Regions from separate parts of the Pan troglodytes genome. Here region 1 is linked to region 2. The links are chromatin contacts, called in public Hi-C maps. All regions are on one chromosome and are shown on one strand. Each heading gives the region's core, a stretch centred on a gene start, on an enhancer-like site or on the middle of the called end of the contact. The rest is flanking DNA. Distances are from core to core; before and after follow the strand shown.

What was found. A called contact is a pair of places that touch in the nucleus more often than the background predicts.
Region 1: a contact with region 2 is called in a Hi-C map of induced pluripotent stem cells, with 2.6 times the contacts expected there. The contact joins the enhancer-like site here to the promoter of EPOP in region 2. A contact is called at or near these places in 1 of 7 Hi-C or Micro-C datasets (induced pluripotent stem cells) and 1 of 1 datasets of contacts at active chromatin or transcription factors (stem cell-derived excitatory neurons).

Annotation. Positions count from the first base shown.
Region 1 is chr19:29,580,700-29,584,864 of NHGRI_mPanTro3-v2.0_pri, forward strand. ARHGAP23 (Rho GTPase activating protein 23) reads right to left here. Exons shown (of 24, transcript XM_054671613.2): 24 at 1-2,073. The coding sequence ends at 1,045. Among named protein-coding and RNA genes, the nearest start is that of ARHGAP23, 92 kb to the right of the region's middle. Within about 2 kb of position 2,517, at least 9 of the 24 cell types and tissues checked have an H3K27ac peak or open chromatin away from gene starts, as enhancers often do. A contact at or near this core is called in induced pluripotent stem cells, where this site is marked.
Region 2 is chr19:29,417,760-29,421,801 of NHGRI_mPanTro3-v2.0_pri, forward strand. EPOP (elongin BC and polycomb repressive complex 2 associated protein) reads left to right here and starts at 1,878. Exons shown (of 1, transcript XM_016931893.3): 1 at 1,878-4,042. The coding sequence starts at 2,425. The coding sequence ends at 3,564.

The DNA.
Region 1 (4,165 bases), core at 1,267-3,766, 160 kb after region 2:
GGGGGCTGGCCTGGTGATTGGAAGTCTATTTACAGCCTGTGGGGAGAAGAGGGCGCTGGGTCCTGTCCATCCTGCAGGAACAGCCCAGCTCAGACCCCATAAATCAGTGTGTGAGTGACAGAGAGACAGCAGGGGTGTTGACTATCCCTCCTCCTAAGGGGAAGAAGGTGGGCTTCTGTGTGCCTGGGCTGTGGAAGGAACAGGCACAGATGGAAAAACAAAAAGAGGGGTGAGGGAGGTACCAGCAAGGGGGACCCTGGACCCCCCCCAAAACTGTCTGGGGAACAGGCAGCTGCCCGTGGTTAAAGCGCTTAGAGGGTGACTCAGGCAAAAGGATGTTGGGGAGTAACCCTGGTGAGGGTTTCAGTCCTGCCTCCTTGGAATGGCCCCAACCCCCTTCTCTGGCTCTGGCAAGGGGGGCGGGCAGGATCCTGTGTGCACCAAAGGCAGGGAGCCCTGGGGCGCAAAGTGGGGACCAGGGTGGGGGTAGGGGGACAGAAGTCGCTACTGGAAACACCTTGGGACAATGACTGCACACACTCGCACACACAAGCCCCTCCCCCCATGGACATACGCACCCTACAACTCCTCTCCCCAGACATACACACATCCCCACTTACAAGCTGAGGTGGGAGGGCAGAAGAAAGAAGCAAAAAGCCAGCATCACCCAGGATCTTTCCTTTAGTCTGAAACTCAGGGGTTCCCTAGCCACACCCCATGGTCCACAAGGGTCCCCAAGTGCAGCCACAGAAAGGCTCAGAAGGACCTATCGGGCGCATGTGTGCAGGGACACAGACCCCAGCAGCCCACGCCCCCTCCTCTTCTGCTCATCACCTCTGGAACCCCCTTCCATTCACTTAGTCCGGCCCCAGCCTTCTCTGCCCTGCCAGTTCCAGCACACCAACTAGAGACACTGCCTGCTGCGCCCTCCACCCCCACCATGCACCCAGGGGCAACAGAAGAGGAGGTGCAGGCTGGTGAAGCCTCCTGGTTCCCAAGGGGCTCTAGGGAGGGGTGGCGCCCGAGCGGCGTGGGAGGTGGGGATCACAGACACTGATGCAGGCGGGAGGGGGCCGAGCGGCGCGGGGGCTGGCTCTGCAGGGACCCCGTGTCCCCGGGCCCGGGCGGCTGCGAGGCAGCGGACGACGGGGCCCGCGCCTTGGTGGACTCCAGGCTGCTGAGTCCGGAGTCCTTGTTGTCACTGTGCGCCCGCGCGCCCGCAGGCTCCGGGGGGCCCCCTCCGCCCAGCTCCTTCCACTCGTTGAAGTTGAGGTCAGTCAGCGGGCTCTGCACCACCACGGTGTGGCGGCGCCAGCTGCTCCGGCGCCGCCGGGTCTCGGGCGACAGCGGCCGCCGCAGGCGCACGGCGAGCATGTCGTCCGCCGTGCCGCGAAGCCTTAGCCGCAGCGCCTCCATGCGCGAGGGCCGCGAGGCCAGCGCCGCCGCCGGGGGCCGCAGCGACTCCTGGCTGCTGGACGACGCCGAGCCGGGCGGCTCCGGGGCGCGGGGACCGCCCCGGCCCGCGCCCTCGCCGTCTGGGCGGCCCCGGGCCAGGCGGCGGCGCGCCAGAGTGTCGCAGGGCATGAGGTGGTGCGAGCTGAAGGACGGCCGGCGCGTCAGGCGCCCCCCAGGCCCCGCGCCCGCCGCGCCCTCAGTGTCCGTCTCCACGTGGCTCAGCTCGCTACGCTCGTCGTCCGCCTCGTCCCCCGCGCCTGCCCGCCGACCGCTAGCGCCCGAGCACACGCTGCGGTCCATGGTGGACAGGGTGGAGTAGCCCGACACAATGGAGCGCGTGTCCGCGGCCGGCCGCTCCTCCGGCGCCGCCGGGGGACTGAGACGTCCGGGGGCCTCGGGGGCGACGGCGCCAGGCAGCGGCCCCTGCGGCCGCTCCTGAGTCCCCGGCGCTGTGGCCCCCGCCCCAGGCTTGTGCGCCTCCTGCTCCGAGTCGTCGTCGGTGCTGCTGCCCAGCCCCCGCGCCTCCCGCCGCTTCTTGCGCTTGCGGTTGACGGCCGAGATGAAGGAGATCGCCAGCATCTCCCGGGCGTACGGCTCCTTCTTGGGGGCCCACGAACCCTGTGTGGGAGACAGGTCAGGATGCGGGGGGCGCCCGGACTCGGCCCCCTGCCGACCCCGCTCTACCCGGTCCACCCCCACGTCACGGCACCCAGTCGCCACAAGCCCCAGCCAAGGCCAGCACCCACGGCCGCATCATAAAACGCTCCTCCTCCAGCCCCGTGCCGCCCTCCGTCCAGAGACTACCCCCGCTGGCCCAAATCTAGGCTCTCAGCTCTTTCTTGTGAGGTGGGCTGGTCTCCCAAAGCCCCCTTCCATTCTGTTTTCCGTATCCAGCCCTGGCTAAATCCTTTAGACACGGCTCTGGTGATGACAGTCTCTCCACAGTGAATAACGCTTGGCAGCCTGAATCCGTTTCACACACGCCCCTGGGGTGTCATCACCAGAGCTTCCTGCATGCTGATCCCCAAATCCCCGGCAGGGGCGCTCTCTGACCACAAGTCCCCCACCTCCTCTCCACCCGCCGCCACCTGGAAACCTGCCTTCCCACCTGCCCAGCATCTACAGGCCTCTCCAGGGCAACCCGCCCAAGTTCACGTCCTCCCCTTTCCGCCGGACCCCACCAGCTCCCCACCCCGCTAATCCCCAATCCCAGGTCAATCCCGCCGCCAGCTCCGCCCCTGCAAGTGGCTGAAAGATCCCGTATGGTGTCATGGTTTGGATTGGAGCCGCTCCCAAACTGTGATTTCCAACCCCAAGTTGGGCAACTTCATGCCGCTGTTCTCACCTGAACCAGCCCTCACTGCTACACCCTGTGGTGTTTTGGGGCCTTGGCCTTTCACACTTTCCCAGGAGGGCCCATGCTGCCGGCCATGGCCTTCTGGAAGCTGGTTTTCATCCGCCCTTCTGGCCTCTCCTCTGCCTCTTGGGAGGTTCTTCTTGCCCGCCGCCCGCCCCGCCCCTGCCTTCCCCACTAAGACTCAGTGTTCCCAGGACTGTTTTTGGCCCCTTTGCCTTCTCTGTTCGTGTTCCCTAGAAAATACCATTCCCAAGCAGCACTGCTATCCAGGCCTCCCTGTCCAACACCACACTCACTTGAGCTCCGGGACTCTTCTTCCCATTGAGAATCCATTTCTACCTGGGTGTCTGTAGGCTCTTAAAACTCACCTATCCGGAACCACAGCATCCTACCTACCCCTGCCCCAAACTGCCTCCATTCACACTGCTCACCTTAGGGCGGTCTTGTGACTCCTCCCTCTCTCCTCCACCCACAGCCAAGTCCTGGATTCTTTTGAAATGGCTCCCAAAGCCAACTCCTCCTCCTCCTCCTCCTCCTCCTCCTCCGGCAGGCCCTCATTCTGCCCTCGCTGGGCCCTCCTGCCCCTCCTAATAGGGTTTCCTGCCTCCACCCTTGCCCCAGCCCGGGTCTCTCCTCCAGAGCCACCATTCTGAAGCAGGAATCTGATCCTCACCCAGCTTTGCTCAGAAGCTTGCATGCCCCAGCACCCACCAGGATAAAGCACAAGTTCCCCAGTTCAGCACATGGGGCTCTTCACAACCCAGCCCCAACTTTCCCAGCCTACTGCGCTGCTCTGCCCTGACCCCAACCCCAACACAGCCCTCACTGTGGAAATACAGCCCTACTAACCCTTCCTTTGATGTGACCTACACTGTTACATTGCTGCCAGCCCTTAATGTCCCCCTGCCCTATTTGCTGGATGAGCTCCTACTCACCCTACAAGGCCCAGCTCGAACATGGCTTCCTCTGTACAGCAACTTCCCAGCCCTCCCTTTGCCTGAGATGGGAGATCACTTCTCTATGTTCCTGTCATCTCACTATGCTCCTAGCTCTTCTCACATCAGCCTCATCGAACTCTGAGCTCCTTAAGAGCAAAGGCTGTGACTTGGTTGTTTCTGCATGGCACATAACAGGTGCTCAATAAACATGAAATGAACAAACAATTGGTGAATGAAGTCCCCTTAACACAGGAAGCCTTGTAGAAGCAGACGCTGGGACTGGTTCCTGTCTTGGGCTGGAATGACCTGACAAGGTCACGCTGCCCTTTCAACCCCTCCTCACAGACCACCTCTTGTTTCAGCCATGGTGTAATAATGAATGGAGACCCAGATGCCTCTTGTGGCCACTGCAGCC
Region 2 (4,042 bases), core at 628-3,127:
GCAAGGGGAAGTAGGGATAGTGGAGGCAGAGAGAAGCACTCACAATCGTAATGACCCCTCAATAAAGCCCCCAAACTCACATGGGGAAGGGGCAGCTGGCAGCTTTTGGAGGCAGAGAAAGAAGAGGCCATTGATCTGCACTGTTATGTAATATTCACTCATTTATTCATACTGATCATTTTCTTGGGCATTCTCTCCTTGTGTCTACACTGTGGTAGGCACAGGAGTGCAAGTAGGCACTGTTGTTGAGGATGAGTCCTCAGCACTGTCCTGCAGAAGAGACAGCCATGAAGATCATCCTTCCAGAACTTTCCGTGTGTGTGTGTGTGTGTGTGTGTGTGTGTGTGTGTGTGTAGAGGTGGGCTTTTCGAGCAATTATGAGCCCTGGAGTCTAGACCCAGCTCAGCTTCATGACTTGGCAGGACCCCAGGATCCCCCCTTGTGACAACTGCCCTGGAGAGCTCTTCTGCAGATGTTAGAGGGTGAGTGTTTTGGGCAATGGAACATCACACCTCCTCCTTCCTCAAACCCTCGCCCCACCTAGGGACTTTACCTCTGGACTTTGCAGGTGGGGGAGGCAGATCCTCCTTACCCCTGTCCTCCCAGATGTTATTTGATGACACATAGGGAAACTACACCTCTGTTGTCACTGCTAGAAGGGCCCGGAGGCAAGCTGTATCATTTGTCCCCGTTCTGAAACCCTCTCTTGTCCTGGCCCCAGAATAAGATATTTATCTGTGGGGCCGCCCCCAGCATTCTTCCACACCTTTACCCCAAGTCATCATACCAATCTCTGTATTTCCACAGATAGGAAACGGCAGTATTCCAATAACCTGATTTTTATCAAGAGAGAAATATCCCAAGGATTCATTCACTCGCTCACTTGCTCATTCATTCATTCATTCACACATATTGATTGAGCACCTATTATATCTTGGCCACTGTTCTAGGCAGTGGGGGATGCACCGATGATCAAGACAAAGTTCTCGTCAACTCATTTCCAGACTAATGGGAGAGACAGACACTAAAGAATAAATCCATTTACAGACTTTTATGTAACAATAAGCTATGCAGAAACTAAAGAAGGTTAAGGGGATAGAACAGGGTGGGGGTGTGTTCTGCATTATCAGAATTTGTACTGGGAATTCACTTTTTCTTTATTTTCCTTGGGGCAGATGAGAGTGAGGGTCTGCGCGTGCCCTCCTCTGGCCTCTTCAACCTGTTTGGCAGATCAAACCTCAGAGGGGGGCATCCTGGGATTGGGGGTCAGGGGTTGCAGAGCCAGCCCTCGGAATTTAGTTGAGGCGGAGTATTTAGATACTGCATCAGAGAAATGGAAATAGATACTGAGACAGCCTATTTATCGGCTTCCATGGATGTAATAACACTCCCACCCTTCCAAATTTATTTTTTTTGTTCATCTTGCATACAAGTACTGAATTATTAACTACTTATACATTACAGCATTTTTGAGCCTACTGTGTGCCACGCACTGTTTTAGGGGCCATTCACGGCCCGCTAGAATCCCTGCTGTGCAAAGCTTGTAAACGACCATTGCCTCATTTCATCTTTCCCCTAAACATTATTTCTGAGATTCATCTACGTTGATTCACATAGCTCTTTTAGTCCCAAGAGGGCAGATATGAACCGTCCCATTTTACAGATGCAAAACCGTGACTGCTCGGGAAAAAACGAGTGGCTTTGCGACGACGAAATCCCAGGACGCCACCGGGCCACGTGCGGCGGCGCATCTGGCCCCTCGCGATCCCACCCGCGCACGCTCCCTCCCGCGCTCCCTCCCAGCCGCCGCCGCGCCGGGTCCACGTGTGTGTGTCTGTGTGCGGAATGGGGACGGGGGCGGTGCCGCCGGAGGGGTGGGGTCCGGGCTAACGTCACGGGCGGTGCGGCCCAATCAGCAGCGGGCTCGCGGCCCCGGCGCTGGTATTGGGGCAGCGAGGGGGCAGTTCTCTATAACGCGGTCTCCGGGAGCCAGCGGGGAAGAAAGAAACCGAGCGGGCGGAAGGCGCCCTCCCCGCCGCCTGGGCCCGGGCACCGGGTGCCGGGCCCGGGGTCCTTCCCGCCTCCCGCGGCCGCCGGCCGCTTTGTTTCCCCTGCCTCTGCGCTTCGGGCGACTCGAGAGGGTCTCCCGCCGGGGCTGCGAAGGGGACGCGGCGGCAGAAGGGCGACCGACCCCGCCGGGACTCACAGGGACCCAGGAGTCCGGCCGCCGGGAGGGCCGCGTGAGGAGAGCGAAGAGGGAGCCCGAGCTCTGCGGCCCCGGGTGGCGGGCCGGGGGCGCCCGTGAGCAGAGACCTCCCCGTCGACGGGGGGCGATGTTCCCCTCGCCCGTGGGCTCTTCGGGCAGCCAGGGCATCCCGCCGCTGGGACCTGGACCCGCTCAGTGGGCACCCCTCAGGCTGCTCCATGGAGACCCTGTGCCCCGCGCCCCGCCTGGCAGTGCCGGCGTCCCCGCGAGGGTCGCCCTGCTCCCCCACGCCCCGGAAGCCGTGTCGGGGGACCCAGGAATTCTCTCCGCTGTGCCTGCGTGCCCTCGCCTTCTGCGCCCTTGCCAAGCCCCGAGCGTCCTCTCTGGGCCCGGGGCCTGGGGAGCTGGCGGCGCGGTCCCCAGTGCTGCGGGGCCCTCAGGCCCCCCTGCGCCCTGGCGGCTGGGCCCCGGATGGCCTGAAGCACCTCTGGGCACCGACCGGGCGGCCCGGCGTTCCTAACACCGCGGCCGGCGAGGATGCGGACGTCGCAGCGTGCCCCCGCCGCGGAGAGGAGGAAGAGGGCGGAGGCGGTTTCCCGCACTTCGGCGTTCGCTCCTGTGCACCTCCGGGCCGCTGCCCTGCGCCCCCGCACCCTCGGGAATCTACGACCGGCTTCGCCTCGGCCCCGCCTCGCCCGGCCCCGGGTCTCGAGCCTCAGCGTGGCCCAGCCGCCAGCCCGCCTCAGGAACCCAGTTCCCGGCCTCCGTCGCCACCTGCGGGCCTCTCCACCGAGCCCGCGGGTCCCGGGACGGCGCCGCGGCCGTTCCTGCCCGGCCAGCCTGCCGAAGTCGATGGAAACCCCCCGCCGGCCGCCCCCGAGGCTCCAGCGGCCAGCCCCTCGACGGCCAGCCCGGCTCCGGCCGCACCCGGAGATCTCCGCCAGGAACATTTCGATCGTCTGATCCGCCGGTCGAAACTTTGGTGTTACGCGAAGGGCTTCGCTTTGGACACTCCGAGTTTGCGCCGGGGGCCAGAGCGGCCGCCTGCGAAAGGGCCGGCTCGGGGAGCCGCCAAGAAACGCCGGCTGCCGGCGCCCCCTCCGCGCACCGCGCAGCCCCGCCGCCCTGCACCGACGCTCCCCACCACGAGCACCTTCAGCCTCCTCAACTGCTTCCCCTGCCCCCCGGCCCTGGTGGTGGGGGAAGACGGAGACCTAAAGCCGGCATCCTCGCTTCGCCTCCAGGGAGACTCTAAGCCCCCGCCCGCCCACCCGCTGTGGAGGTGGCAGATGGGGGGTCCCGCTGTCCCCGAGCCCCCTGGCCTCAAATTCTGGGGGATCAACATGGATGAAAGCTGACCGTGGGACTTCTGCCAAAGGGGAAAAGTTGGGACCATGGCCAAACCGCGGGCTTGAGGAGGGAGCCCCGTTTCTCACATTTGTCCCCTTCCTTTACATTTTAGGAGCTGTGGGCAGAGGGACCTAAATAACAGTGATCTTCATTCAAGCACCTAAGTTTTCGGGGTGACGGTCCCTCCCCCTCATCCTTTGCAGAGGAACCCAGGGCTGGAGTCGGGAGAAGGCTGATGACATAGATTCCAATCCCTGCCCCCTTCCATCTCGGACCGTTGGAGGCAGGGCCTGCACCCCAGTGGGAGCAAAGGAGGCCACCGCTCAAAGACACCCCCCCACCCAAAAAAAAGGGGAGAGGAGAGAGACCTCGGTGATGGACAAACCGGTTGTTACTGTGTCTGTGGGCGAGCCTGGGGTGCGGGGCTGTGGTGGGGGTGGGGAGATGATTGGCAGCTCCCTGGGGGCATCCCCCACCCCCACTGTC